Linked DNA regions of Mus musculus: regions 1 and 3 are each linked to region 2. A link is a contact called in public promoter capture Hi-C data. All regions are on one chromosome and are shown on one strand. Each heading gives the region's core, a stretch centred on a gene start, on an enhancer-like site or on the middle of the called end of the contact. The rest is flanking DNA. Distances are from core to core; before and after follow the strand shown.

Region 1 (4,799 bases), core at 1,065-3,564, 1.1 Mb after region 2:
TTCCAGTGAATTATCAAGACAGGTGGCTGTTCTCAGGAGTCCTGGCATTTGATGGAGGTCTGGGGAGATGTGCTAGCGGACCCAACAAGGTTCTGCTGCAGTTAGACAGGGTCTACTGAAAGCCATCGTGGAGAAGGTGGCAATACAGACCCCCAAGGTTAACTCTCATCTCTGCTGGAGAGGTTACATGCAGTCACGGCCCTTCTTATCTGTGCAAATAAACAGCAAGGCTCCATACAAGTGGGAAGGCTGAGATTTGGGGAGGACCACAGATGAGCATATTCAGGATAACTGAAGCAGGGCAACAGCCAAATGGGGCTTCAACAGCTCTGGCCACCTATCTGATGCAAGAGTAGTGCCATTCTCAGTGCTGGAGGTTTTATCTGATGTTTTGTTCTGGTTTGGTTTGGGCAAGGAATGAAGCCCAAGGGCTTCTCTTTTTAATTCATGATGGGAAAATGGTCTAACAGTGAGAGGCCGAGGATCCTGATAAGGGAAACTGGTTGCCTAGCAAGCAAGAGGACTAAAGCTGGATGTTAAAACAAACAAACAAACAAACAAAACCTAGGTGTGGTGGCAAATATTTGTAAGCCCAGCACTGACGGGTGACAGAGTCAGGTAAAATCCTAGGGCTCCAGGGCCAACCAGTTTTTATGGCGTTTCATTGACCTGGGAAATTGTAAGCCAATGAGATGTCTCAAAATGTCTCAAGAAAGAAAGAAAGGAAGGAAGGAAGGAAGGAAGGAAGGAAGGAAGGAAGGAAGGAAGAAAGAAAGAAAGAAAGAAAGAAAGAAAGAAAGAAAGAAAGAAAGAAAGAAAGAAAGGAAGAAAAAACAAAACCAAACCTAAGCAGCGCCTTCGACCAGAGGTCCTCCAGCCTCTCCTACATGCATATATACACACACCACACACAAAAAAAGTGCTCTACCACTGAGGTATACCCAACTTCCCTAACAATTTCCGTATAGTGAAAGTCTGGGCGACAGCTGAGAGACGGTCAGGGGAGAAAGAAGGAAGAACCCTGCTGAAAGTTTCCTGACATCAGGAACACCCTGGCAAGCCTGACCAGTGAAACACCAGGGAGGCCTAGGATGTTTCAAATCACACTTTGCAAAAGAATCAGCCGGATAGTCACCCGCGACCACCCGAGACCAAGAACAAACACGTGATCTGGAGCTCAGCTCAGTCCCTGTCTCTCATATTATTTGGGGGTGGGGCTGCATGTAAAGTGGACAAACCCTTGGAATCCTGATGTCCCCACTGTTGTCACAAAGGTTAACACTTTTGTGACAAGCCGTGCCTCAGTTTCTCTACACGCTGCTCTCCTTTTTAAATATATTTTCCGCAGAGCCCCGGGGTACAGCTCCTGGTGAGAGGAAGCCCTCTCTCCTCTCCTTATTTATCTCTCTCTGCAGAACTGGGGTCCTGACTCACCACTATTGTCCCTTCTCTCATTTTGACAGGTCCTTCCTCTTCCCTTTCCCCTCCTGAGACACCCCTCCCTTGGGAATCTGCCTGAAGCCATAGTGAAAGGGCCAGATATGTGGAGGAAGAAGTAGTCTCAGCAGAGAAACCCTTTCTGGTCTAAGCAGCACAAGACTTAGCAACTTGAATTTGGAAAGCATCCCACATCCCAGACACTCCTCAGACTTCCTGCGACAAAGCCACATCCATAGTATTCAGTTCCTCTTCCTTCTGGTTGAGATTTGGCCATTCAAACGGACAGTGTTCAGTCAGATTCATGGATAGATGGATGGGACGGTAACTTTCAAAGAGCACTATTAAAACGCTCACAAACCAGTTCAGTTATGTGGTGGCCCTGATTACACCGCTACCCTCTGCGTCTTCCAACCCACCCTGTGCCCACTATCCAGCCTTTCTTCCTTCTGAGTACTGTCTTGGGAAAGTAATAACTCCTGGCCTAGAACAGTACTTCCAGTTTTCCTAAACTCTGTAACATTTGCTGTTTCCTTGCTGTCAGTCCTGGGGCGGGATTCCTGGTCTGATCTGGGCCCACAGACCCCAAAGCTAGATGCAGAGAAACAAACGGATGGTACCCAAGCCTGAATGAAGTGGCTTCAGGACTCTCACCTCGAAAAATCAGGCTGGCAACTGGATCGCTGCGCCGGTCCTTCTTCACATTGGGGAGGTTGCTGGCCCTTGCCAGCAAGCAACAGAGCATGGCTCCGCAGCCCAGGCGCGTGGGACGGAGAGGGAGTAGGAGCTTAGGACTCAGTCACTACTGCCCTGCCAGAGTTCAGATCCAGGATGGCTATGCCAAGAGAGCAGTTGATTCTGCTGCGCCTCCGCGGAGACTTGGTCAGCTTAGAATGCGAGGCTGCGCGTGGGATAAGGTACACCCAGGGGGCGGATCCTTCCTTCCATCCCGGCCTGGGTCCGCCCTCAGGGCGGTGGCCAAGGAGGAGCAAGGAATTACTCTGGACCAGGCACTGGTGCCTTGTTCTGAGGGTCTCCAGAGAAGGAAACGCTGCTGCGAGGTACTGGATGAGTGGCTGGCAAGAACAGGGCAGGGTTGTTGCCTGGGGTAGCGCGGGTCCAAAGAGTCTCGCAGTAAACGCCGAATAAGTGCGCACTGTGTGCCCAGTGACCCAGGCACAACTGCTAGTGAGCTGCCACGGAAATCTCCTGGCGACACCTAGAGTTGTTGAGGTCTAACTCAAATCACACTACGTTCCCAGTCGCTGCCCATTCGATTTCCTGCAGTTCTCCACTGCAACAATCTTTGCACTCTTCACCCTCCAAGGTTGAGAAAGTTGCTAAAGTCACGACCCTTAAGTCATTCCAGTCCTGAGCACGCATCTGTGTGTTGTCTGATCCTGTAACAGCTTAGGAAGATCCTTCCCAACAGCACCCAAGCTTCTCTTCCCCACCTCCACCCCCACACACTCCAGCAGGTAAATGGGGGTGGGGCGGGGGCATGGTCCCGGCCCTTTTCATTTTGAGGGACACAACACTTTCAGAGGGGATATCCTGCTCGTGCCCTCCACACCTGCTCCCTGTATGACTTGGCAGGGCAGACAACCAACTCTGCTTATGTGGATGCTTAGCGGTCAGACAGCGATTCTCAAGTTGCCCAGTCTCCCTCTCTCTTGACAGCACACACATGTGGGAACCACACCACTCAGCCTAAACGCCAACCACACGCTCTTTTTGCATTACCTTTTGAAAGAGCCTCCAAACTCTATTTCCATTTCCTCCTCTACTCTCCTGAACTATTCAGTCATGCTTTCAAATCTTAACACACCACCAAAAAGAGCCTATGGGCTCTGCTTGAAAATATGGCCAAAGAAGAAAAAGAAGAGGCGGGGGGAGGAGGAAGGGGAGGAGGAGGAGGAGGAAACAAAAAGATCCTGATGGAGCAGGTTCTCCATAAATAATTATTTTTAAAAGAAATGTAAACCATTTGGTGGCACACACCTTTAATCCCAGCACTTAGGAGGCAGAGGCAGGCAGATCTCTGTGACTTCAAGGCCAGCCTGCTCTACAGAGTAAGTTCCAGAACAGCCAAAACTACAGAGAAATCCTATCTTGGGGAAAAAAAAAAAGCGCCAGGCCAGCACCCTTTGGGTTCTGATGCGCTGTTCACTCTGACTGGAGTGCTGTCTCTTGCTCTTCCTTTGCAGATCCACTCTAGGATCAGGGTGGCCTTGAGCACTGGACCTTGGACTTTGGATCTTCTTACCACCCCTTCCTCAGTGCTGGGATTATAGGCATACACCAAAGTGCCCACTTTATGCAATCTGGAGCTCAAACTAGGAAAGTGTTCTATCAATTGAGCCACATGGCACCTTCCCGGACCCCAAGACTCCCTTGCATGTTGCTTTTCAGCAGCAATAGCTAGGTAATGTCTACACCGTATCTCTTTCCCACATTTCCATTAGAATATTGGGCAGTCTCTAAGAAACTAGGGGAGCTTTGCTTAGCTACTGTAACCTTCGTAGTACCTGAAACAGGGTTCTGCACATGGCATGGGGCTGTCTATAAATGTCTTCTAAACAGTTCACTAAGAGGTCATTGAACTCCACACTCCTCATTGGTCAGCTCTAGCTGGTGATGCCACATCAGACAACACAGACAGCAGATGGCAGCAGCTGCAACTCTAGGCACGGTGGGACATGCTCTCAAGAAGAGGAAGGCCCCTGCGAGGGCCAGCAATCCTCACTGGAGTGGGGCATGGTGAAAGACAAGTAGGAAGGAGAATCCAGAACCTTCTTTGGCTGCTAGGACCTTCTCTTACTCTCTCTGACTATGCTCCTCTCCCTTGGCAGCCAGTTTTCTCATAGCAGAATTGCTGTGGATTGCTGTTTTTTTTTGTTTGTTTTTTGTTTTTTTTTTTTTTTTTTTTTTTTTGGTTTTTCGAGACAGGGTTTCTCTGTGTGTAGCCCTGGCTGTCCTGGCACTCACTTTGTAGACCAAGCTGGCCTCGAACTCAGAAATCCGCCTGCCTCTGCCTCCCGAGTGCTGGGATTAAAGGCGTGCTCCACCATGCCAGGCTTGGATTGCTGTTTTTTCTGCCCCCTCAAAAGGGATGTGAGGTCAGGTGAAATCTTAATTAATCAGATAAGACTAGGGCCTGTGATTGGGCAGTGGAAGAAGAAGGTGGAGCTGAAAGTTTTAGAAAGGGGAGGGGGAGGAGTCAGGATAGGAGAGATACCATGGAGGGGGAGGAGTCAGGATAGGAGCGATACCATGGAACCATAGGAGAGGATGATGAGCCGGAACCATGTGGTCGTTGGAGCCATAAGTAACTGGGGATGCTGTAGATAGACGACTGAGAA
Region 2 (4,795 bases), core at 230-2,729:
TTCAAAAAGTTTTGCTTTTGTTTTTTGTTTTTTAATTTTGTTTTTTGTTTTTGAGACAGCGTTTCTCATTGTGTAGCCCTGCCTGGCCTGGAACTCACTCTGTAGACCAGACTGGCCTCAAGCTCGGAGTCTCCTACTGCTGTATCCAGACTGCTGGGATTAAAGGTTTCATTGCAGCCACGTGGCTCAGAAAGGGTTTCATTGTGTAGCCCTGGCTGTCTGTCCTAGAACTGGCTTTGTAAACCAGGCTGATGCAAACTTACAGAAATCCTCCTGCCTCTGCCTCTACCTCCTGTGTGCTAGGAGCACCACCATTGCCTGGTCACACTTAGTGTTTTTAATGTCGGTTCTGGGGTTCAAACTCAGCATGATGGCCTTGAACTCACTATGTCTGTTGAAGATCCTTCAACTACTTTGGAAATAAGATAACAAATCCAATAGATTAGTGGTAAGTAAGTAGTTTTAAATATACAGTTCTGCTGAAAGGGAACTTTGGCATAGAGAAAAGGCATTAATGACGTGTTGATTTGGCACAAGACAGTGTTTTTTAAAAACCTATAGAGAGACATTCCGGCTCTCTTCTCATATAGGCCTACAGGATTTGCATCGCTCTAGGTCCCCTATTTCGTTGGCCTAGGACAAAAGCCTCATTCAATTTAAAAAAAAAAAATTGGAACTTGAGAATGGCCCCTACTGATTGCTGGTTTCCCAATCTGACCAGGCTAAGTGACTAGTCCTACCACTTGAACTTTCTGAAACAAAGAGGAGCTAGCCGCTGGCCTGCCTGCCTGTAATTCCGATGGACTCTAGCTCACCTCAGACTAAAAATGGATCAAAGCAATCTCTATGTCTTTCTCTGCTGTCCTCCTCAGACATCTCCAGAGAGCTGGGATATTTTTCTTTCCCATTTGAGATTATGAAGTTGTTTCTAGAGTGCATGACGCAGGTTGAAGGATAAGTACACAGGTCCCAAGGAACCAAGCGTTTTCACTGACGGTGATGAGTCTTGTTCGTGAGATTGTTGTGATTCTCAGCCTTTCTCTTCCCCTGTGTGTGCTCTTCATTTTCTGGTTCTGTCTGCCTAGCACCTCCTGGGGAAGCTGCTGTGCTTTTCCAGAGAAGGCTTCTGTTAATCAGAGTGCAAAGGGACCACAAGCTCTACACACTTCATCCAAGGCTGTCACTGGTCTCTAACTGGTATGTCCTGTATGGATAAAGACAAACCTTAACCCTGGAGGAGGAAGCTGATCCTGGAACAGGGTGGAAATTGAGAACGCGCCTCTCAGAAAGGGGCTGAGTTTGTGGGAGTGGCGCTCAAGGGGAACCCGGAAGCGCTGGGAAGGGGATTAGGATTTCCTGCCGAGGCCCGGCTGCCTGGCTTTTTTTTCCCCCGCCCAAACACCAGTGGATTCTGGCCCGAACTTCCGCCGTCCCAAGCCAAGAATAGGCTCCGCCCCGTCCTGGTTCAGTAGCTGCGCATGAGTCTGAGTTCCAGGCATGGAGGCAGGCGGGCTGGGCTGCGCTGTGTGCGTGTTGACCGGGGCCTCCCGGGGCTTTGGTCGCGCCCTGGCCCCGCAGCTGGCCCGGTTGCTGTCTCCCGGTTCCGTGATGCTCGTAAGCGCACGCAGTGAGTCGATGCTGCGGCAACTGAAGGAGGAGCTGGGCGCTCAGCAGCCTGACCTGAAAGTGGTGCTGGCAGCCGCCGATCTGGGCACCGAGGCTGGCGTGCAGCGGTTGCTGAGCGCAGTACGCGAGCTCCCGAGGCCCGAGGGGCTGCAGCGCCTGCTGCTCATCAACAACGCAGGTGAGAGTCCCGTCCAGACCCCGGCTGCGAGCTCTTACCTCATAGGCTTTTGGGTAGGTGAAGGGCAAGTCCCTAAAAGTCCAAAGTCCAAGAGGAGGGAGGGTGTATCAGTGTCACTACGGGGCGACAGTGCCTCCTGGCGGATGTGTGAGTCAAGACTTTTTGAACAAATCACTCTGCTTTACTACAGTATTCTTTGCTTGCATTAGGGGTGTCTGCAGAGCTGGGGCAGAGAGATAGCCTATGAGGAGGAACTGTGGAAGGCTGAGGGAGAAGAGTGCCCCAGTTGTGTCATTTCTTTGGTCCCGTTTTTTTTTTTTTTCAGCCACTCTTGGGGATGTTTCCAAAGGCTTCCTCAACGTGAATGACCTAGCTGAGGTGAACAACTACTGGGCTCTGAACCTGACCTCCATGCTCTGTTTGACTTCCGGCACCTTGAATGCCTTCCAGGATAGCCCTGGCCTGAGCAAGACTGTGGTTAACATCTCATCTCTGTGTGCCCTGCAGCCCTACAAAGGCTGGGGTCTGTACTGTGCGGGGAAGGCTGCCCGAGACATGCTCTACCAGGTCCTGGCTGCTGAGGAACCGAGTGTGCGGGTGCTGAGCTATGCTCCAGGTAGGTGGGTGCTCCTGACAGTGCTGTCCCTAGACTTAGCTGGTACCTTTCTGGGGGCTAGGCAAGGAGGGGAACCTGATCTATATTCTCCATAAAGAATCCAAAGACACCTTATATGCCCCAGTATAGGGGAATGCCAGGGCCAAGAAGCAGGAGTGGGTGGGTAGGGGAGCAGGGCGGAGGGAGGGTATAGGGAACTTTCGGGATAGCATTTGAAATGTGTATAAAGAAAATATCTAATAAAAAATAAATTTAAAAAATGTGACACACACACACACACAAAGAATCCAAAGACTATCGGGCCCCTACTACCTCTGGTAATGACTCCTCACTTCGTAAGAAAAATACAGACTCCCAAGACGTTGGAGCAGTCAGGGGCCGAGGTACTCAGCCTCAGGACTTGTCCGATTAGCAGGTGGGATAAACATCCAGACACATAAAATGCATTAAGACTAAAACTGAAAAAAACAAAATGCCTTTATATGTTCAGCTGTCTGCTTTTGTCCCTCAAGGGACACATACTGTTCCTCCATGTGTGCCCGACACCCAATAAAGCTGTATGGAGGATGGACACATGGAATGTTCAAAGACAAGCAAAGAGATAGTGGTGAGTGGTGAGCACCTCAGGCTGAGCCGTGCTGGACGCTGAGTGGAATGCAGAGGGTGCTAGCATGGAGAAGACAGGGCCGCTGTTCTTATGGACATTTAGGGTACGAGGACTTCTGAGACCTTGTCTTGTCCCTCTAGCCTATTAAGATGCCACTGTGCCTTTCTTCTAAACTTGTGATTTCTGCTTAAAAGGTAGCAACATGTAATAGAATGAGCAGCTAAGGGGTGAGATCCAATTGTCTGTACCTCTTTGGACTAGGACAGGATTCTGGAGACACAGGCAAAATGGTCTGTCTAACGCTGGAGGGAGGCAGGACCAGGATCCAAGTTTGCCTCTAACTTCTTGATCTATACTATGTTTCCTCATCTCATGTAGCACCTGCCCTATGCACACATGCAAGATATTTCTTGTTCCAATATCCAGCTCACCTGCTCTGAGCTCAGCCTAGGCGCCTTCAGACAGCAGCGATCACGTGTAAACCACAGCCAGGAGGGGAGCCAGTTCCAGAAGGGCCCAGAGCTAAGTTAGCTCTCTGGAGGCTGCCTCAGTTTTCATGGAGGAACTGAGAACCTCCCCCTGAGCCTGGAGACAACAGGGCCAGCCTAGTTCTCATTTCAGTCTCTGGAAGAATCTTCTAACAGGTTACAAAGATGGAGATGTCTGTTAGGAAAGAGAGCAAGCCTCTGCCCAGTGGTGCTCAAGGAGATAAAACGGGGCAAGGCAGAACAGCTGAGAACTGAGCAGAAGCTCAAAGCCAGCCCTGAGGACACAGCAAGTCAGAGCCTGCACGGGCTCCAAGAGAGTCTCAAAACACAAGAGAGCGAGAGGAACAGGGGAGGGTCTGGCTGAAGGACTTCCAAATGTTAGCCAAGTGCTCTTCCAGGCCTTGTGATTTTTCTGCCCCTAAAACGCCATTAAATTTTGGGAGGTTTCACAATTCCATAAGCAAACAGGAGACATTTTCCAGAAATGCAAGTAAGAGTGACAAAGCTTGTTAGAAAGTGACAGGTCTGTCTCTCTCTCTCTCTCTCTCTCTCTCTCTCTCTCTCTCTCTCTCCCTCCCTCCCACCCCGGCTCACTCCCTCTGTGTGTGTTGTGTGTGTGTGTGTGTGTGTGTGTGTGTGTGTGTGTTTTGCTTGAACAGTGGTTATCACATGTATGCAGTACCTGCACAGGCCAGATGAGGACAACACATCGTGTTTAACTGGAGTCACAAATACTTGTCAGTTGCCTAGTTGGGACTGGGACTCAAACCCCAGTTCTCTGCAAGAACAGGAGCTGCTCTTAGCAGGGAGCCGTCTATCTCTCTATCCCATACACTCAGCTTTTTACTGGGGATTTGAACTCAGGTCCTCAGGCTTGTACAGGAAGCACTAGAGCAACTAAGCAGCCCATCCAGGGGTTTGGGGAAGCTCTGCAGGCCCAGAAAAGTGCAGCCAGATGAATTTATCAGAAGTCTAAGAGGAGGTCTTGAAGTAAGGAGAAAACCAAGGTTGTGACACGCACCTAACTGCTTGTCAGGGTTTGAAGATGCTGAAGGTCTCACCTGCCCCCTGGTTGGCTGTAGGTGGAGTGGGGAACCTGCAAGGTTACCTATCTGTTAGTACAATGGGAAGTCAGCAAGCGGTGTTACCTAGACAACAGAGGATGACTTGATTTTACACAATGCTTAATAGACTTAGCTTTGAACCCAAAGCTCAGTCATAACGTGGTATGGCAGTCCTCACCTGCAGTCCAAGCACTGGAGGACTAAAGTAGGAGGGTC
Region 3 (4,572 bases), core at 1,065-3,564, 1.1 Mb after region 2:
ATCCTTCTTGTACAAAGCACCTAGTCAGACTCACAAGCACAGAAAATAGAATGGTGGTTGTCAGGAGCTGTTGGGAAGGAAAGAAGAAAATTGTATTTAATGGGTTCAGGTTTTCTGCTTGGAAGATGAAAGAGGTCTATAGGTGGATGGGTGCAAAGGTTGCACAGAACTGTGCATTTAAACTTGTTAAAATCTAGTGTTCCTCCTGAGAGTGATATCACGGTGGACTTCCATATCCCACACAGAAGAGCACATGTGTGCATGCTTATCCTTCCCACATATACACTAAGCAAATTAATTAAAAATAAGTAACTTGTAAACCTATGTGATAAATAATTATTAAACTCTCTGGCAATGAAATACATGTGTTTATACCCTCTGAGGCAGGCAGGTTCTGAGCCACCTTACAATTTCCTTTGCTAGAAATACAAACACTGTGTGTGTGTTTGTATGTTTGTATAAGTATGTATGTGTGTGTGTTTGTATGGTTGTGTAAGTATGTTTATATGTGTATTTGTGTGTGCATGTTTGTGTGTATGTGGGTGTATGTGTATGTGTGTGTGTTTATGTTGATGTGTATGCATGTTTGTGTGTATGTATATACATGTTTGTGGGTGTGAACATGTGTGTGTGCCTGTGTGTTACAGAGGACAGCTGTGTTGTTGGTTCTCACCTCCTACCTCATTTGAGGCAGGGTCTCTTCACTGTTTTTCTGTTCCATACTCTATGCCAACTGCCTTTCATACTCCTGTGGGATCTCTTGCCTCTCCCTCCCATGTTCCTGTAGGCAAACTGGGATCACAGAAGCTCAATTGAACTTGGGTCCTCACACTAACACAGGACACGTTTTTATCACTGAGCCATCCCTCAGCCCTCCTCTTACATTTCTTTATTTTGGGGTTTGGTTGGTTGTTTGGTTTGGCTTTTTTTTTTTTTTTTTTTTTTTTTTTTTTTGAGACAGGGTCTTACTGCATAACCCTGTAGACCAAGCTGGCCTCGAACTCACAGAGATCCTACTGCTTCTCCCTCCCAAGTTCCGGGATTAAAGGAGTGCATTGCCACACATAGCTTAGCATTTATTTCTTTAAAGAAAGAATAAAGGGAGGTTATTATAGGATTTTTAAGTCCCACAAAGGTCCAGACGTCTAGACTGTGGGTTTCTCTGTTCCCTGGCACCTACAGGAAGCTTTGCGCTATGGCTTCCTAAACAGGGGCTCTTGTTAGGTGTAACCTAAGGACCATCACGGGAATAGCGCTTGTCCCCAGCATTGTGACCAGAGTGTCCTCAGAGCAAGATTCTCTGTGACATAAGAAATCAGAGTCACTCTGTCCTTTACGGGAATCCTTGGCAGCAGACCAGAGTGATCTGACCAAGCAACCTGCCCCAGCGAGCCTGCAGATGTGGACAGTGTCTATCTACAGTTGAGGCTTCTGGCCTTGGCAGCAAAAAGGCCAGGCCCAGCAGCAGTCAGGTAGCAACAAACAGCAGTCTAGCTCCATAGCTCCGTGTGGCTGAAGCTGGTCTTAGGAGCCGTGGCCAGAGGCCCAGGGTAAAGGTGGACCACCTGAGCCTGGCTTGCTGGCAAAGTCCTCCCAGACAGCAGGGAGAATTCCAGGAAGTGGGGTGGTGAACAATGGCAGGAAATGCAGAAGGAAATGCCGGCTCCACCTCTGCCAGCCCTAGCCCTTCCGGCTGCCCCCAGAGCTGCCTAGGAGTGACTGCTATTTCCTCCCTGATACCCCCTTGGGGGCCATCAAATGTACCCCCTGAGGAACAGGGACTAGTCTCTCCAAGGTACCAGGTTGTCCTATATCCTGAGGAAGAAGGGCTGGAGGCCACCTGTCCAAAGACCCAAGTGGGAGGCTGTGGTGACGAGTCAAAGAGACAGAGCCTCCCATCTGCACGAGTGATGTAAAAGCATAGCCCAGCGGGAAGGGGCAAGTTGCAGAGACTTATGGAGGTTAATGAGGTCTGAGGCTCCATCACAGGTTGTGGAGAAAACCACAAATTCATCCATTTCAATCTGTAAAGGAAATAGGACATTAAAGCCCCTCCCCAAATTCCATTTCCCTGTAACTTTATTCAAGGGACCCAATCTTGAAAGCCCAAACCCTGGTCTGTCCCATCTGAAGACAGACACCGAAATAAAAGCTCTAGGGCCAGGTGTCTGCTAAGCAAGGTTCTATGGGCACCAATCGGTGGTCTGACAGGTGCCCTGTGGCATCAACAAGACTCCAGTGAGTCAAGGAGGGACCTGGAACCCTGCAAGGGCCAAGGCTGTGGAAGCCAGCAGGGTGTGGCAGAGCCTACCTAGTCAGTAGCACCAGAAGCGGCCCTGTGGGCCTGGCCCCACCTTTACAGCACAGGCCCTCCAGCCTTCCCTCTCTGGCCAGTTCTCTTAGCTTCATTGTTTCAGAAACACTGTTACATGGGAGTAGAAGTGTGGGGGCTGAAAGAGGCTCGGCCATCCCAGAGAAAGAGAAGGCAAGATGGGCATGGGGAAGGAGAGCAGCTGAGATTTGACAGACACACATCTCCCCCAGGAAGAAAGAGTTTATTCCCTAATTCACCCATGAGTGTCAGTGCCCTGTCAGACAGATGCCGAGTGGGAGCCTCCAAGCTGGGTTTGAGCAGTGTGTGTGAAGGCGAAGGGGGGGGGGGGGGGGGCGGGGGCTAAGTTTATGCTAATGAAATGTGAAAAAATGGAAACAATGTTGTTTAAAAACATTGAGTCTTACTGATTCACTGTTTGTAAGAACAAAGCACAAAAGCAACCCAGCAGTCCACCACCCGAGACTGCTAAACTGCATAGATACAGCACAGCACATCTGTGCTATGAAATTCTGCCACAAAATAATATAATTCTACAGAAAGTTCTCAAGACTTGGTCAAGCGCTAAAACAACCATAAAGGATTATATCATACTATCTACTGCCTAAGAAAAGGGAAGCTCACGGCTATCTTGGTGATTAAACACTAAAAGCTCTGGAATCATCTATGCCAAGCCAAGACCATTGGAATGAAAAATCAGGGCTGCTTTTTTTGGAGAGCCATATGGAGGTTCCTCAAGAAACTAAAACCAGATCTGCCGTAGGACCCAGGCATGTCATGTTTCCAGGTATATATCCCCAAAAAAAATAGCAGCGTGTAAAAGACACACTTGCCTGTTCTTGTTAACAACAGCTAAGCATGCAATCCACCTAGGTACCTACCCATAGGTGAATGCATAATTAAATGTGAGATATATATATATATACATTCTGGAGTGTTAGGTTATATTAATGAAATGTTATTCAGCCATGAAGATTAATATTCTATCATGGCACCAAACAGATACACCTAGGGAATACTATGTTAAATGAAACAGATGCAGACAAATCATGAATACTCCCTTTCATATGTGGGTGCTCAGCCATCGTGGTGGGAGGCTGGGGAGATGACTCATCAGCTAAGAACCCTTGCTGATTCTGCAGAGGACCTGGGTTCGGTTTCTAAGCACCACATGATGGTTAACAATTTCTCATAGCTCCAGTTCCAGGCGCTGTGGCACCCTCTTTTTGTCTCCATAGGCTTTGTATACAGGTAGTGTGAGTGTGTGTGTGTGTGTGTGTGTGTGTGTGTGTGTGTGTGTGTATGCGGCACACGCATGTACACACACATACATCTAAAATAATCTTTTAAATTGATTGTGAAGATAGGCTCAGAGGGCAACATGCTAGTAGCCCTAAGTTTGATCCCTAGCACCACAGAAACTAATATGGTGGTACAGACCTGTAATCCCATCACTTGGGAGGTACGTGCAGGGGATTTGGAGTTCAAGGTCATCTTTGGAAAAAAAGAGACCGGAATGTATAAGAGTGATTACTAGTAGTTTGATTGGGGAGGGGGGGCAGTAGTGGCAGGCTGGATAGCAGGTACTTAAACACACGTGGATGTAATAAATCCATAGCACAGGAAGGACTCAAGAAGAGAAGGGCTTAATGGCTCCAAATACACAGGCACAATAAGGAGGGGGCACTGTTCATCGCCCTAGTGAGGTCAGAGTACTGGATCAAAATATCACACTAGAGCCGGCAAATGTGTCAGTTGTGGGAAGGGTACAGCTCATTAATTTAATCTAATTCAACTCAAAACAAAGCAAAAAACAAAAAAAAATTAAAAAAAAAAACCAAATCTCTGCAAAACATTTTGTTCTGAACCATATTCATCATGCTTTTGTTTTCTGATAATTTTCATTTTGTTTTGTTTACTTGAGATAAGGTCTTATTACATAGTTCAAACAGACCCTGAACTCACGATCCGCCCACTCCAGCCTCCTCAGTGCTGGTACTGCAGGGACAAGCCACGCCTGCCCACAGCTTTCCTATGTTCTGATGCTCTAACATGCTGAGCCTTGTTGATCTAGAGACACCGACCCTCCCAGCATAGGCAGTCCCTGGAGACAGCAAGGAAGGTCCCCAGCAGGCAGGGTGTGGCCTGACGCACAGCTAGCTGGGTAAATTCCACTTCCATTTCCCCTGCCCTGCTTGCTCTTTTGATGTCCCCTGCACATTCTCATTTACTCAATGGCT

The links. Promoter capture Hi-C pulls out the DNA fragments that hold promoters and counts their contacts. Capture Hi-C pulls out chosen DNA fragments and counts their contacts.
Region 1: a promoter capture Hi-C map of liver shows a contact between it and region 2, with 2.9 times the contacts expected there. The contact joins the promoter of Dysf here to the promoter of Spr in region 2. A contact is called at or near these places in 6 of 39 promoter capture datasets (the 3T3-L1 cell line, embryonic stem cells, frontonasal cranial neural crest and 2 more), 1 of 15 datasets of contacts at CTCF or cohesin (large pre-B cells), 2 of 115 datasets of contacts at active chromatin or transcription factors (astrocytes and large pre-B cells) and 1 of 9 other capture datasets (liver).
Region 3: a contact with region 2 is called in a promoter capture Hi-C map of embryonic stem cells, with 4 times the contacts expected there. The contact joins the enhancer-like site here to the promoter of Spr in region 2. A contact is called at or near these places in 6 of 39 promoter capture datasets (cranial neural crest, embryonic stem cells, liver and 2 more), 1 of 115 datasets of contacts at active chromatin or transcription factors (astrocytes) and 1 of 9 other capture datasets (embryonic stem cells).

The regions. Positions count from the first base shown.
Region 1 is chr6:84,016,901-84,021,699 of GRCm38.p6, reverse strand. Dysf (dysferlin) reads right to left here and starts at 2,314. Exons shown (of 55, transcript NM_021469.3): 1 at 2,092-2,314. The coding sequence starts at 2,182.
Region 2 is chr6:85,134,448-85,139,242 of GRCm38.p6, reverse strand. Spr (sepiapterin reductase) reads left to right here and starts at 1,479. Exons shown (of 3, transcript NM_011467.2): 1 at 1,479-1,804; 2 at 2,130-2,420. The coding sequence starts at 1,498. Gm10444 (a long non-coding RNA gene) reads right to left here and starts at 1,309. Exons shown (of 3, transcript XR_001785286.2): 1 at 816-1,309.
Region 3 is chr6:84,051,118-84,055,689 of GRCm38.p6, reverse strand. The region is part of intron 3 of Dysf (dysferlin); the gene reads right to left. Among named protein-coding and RNA genes, the nearest start is that of Dysf, 34 kb to the right of the region's middle. Within about 2 kb of position 2,314, at least 27 of the 459 cell types and tissues checked have an H3K27ac peak or open chromatin away from gene starts, as enhancers often do. A contact at or near this core is called in embryonic stem cells and liver, where this site is marked.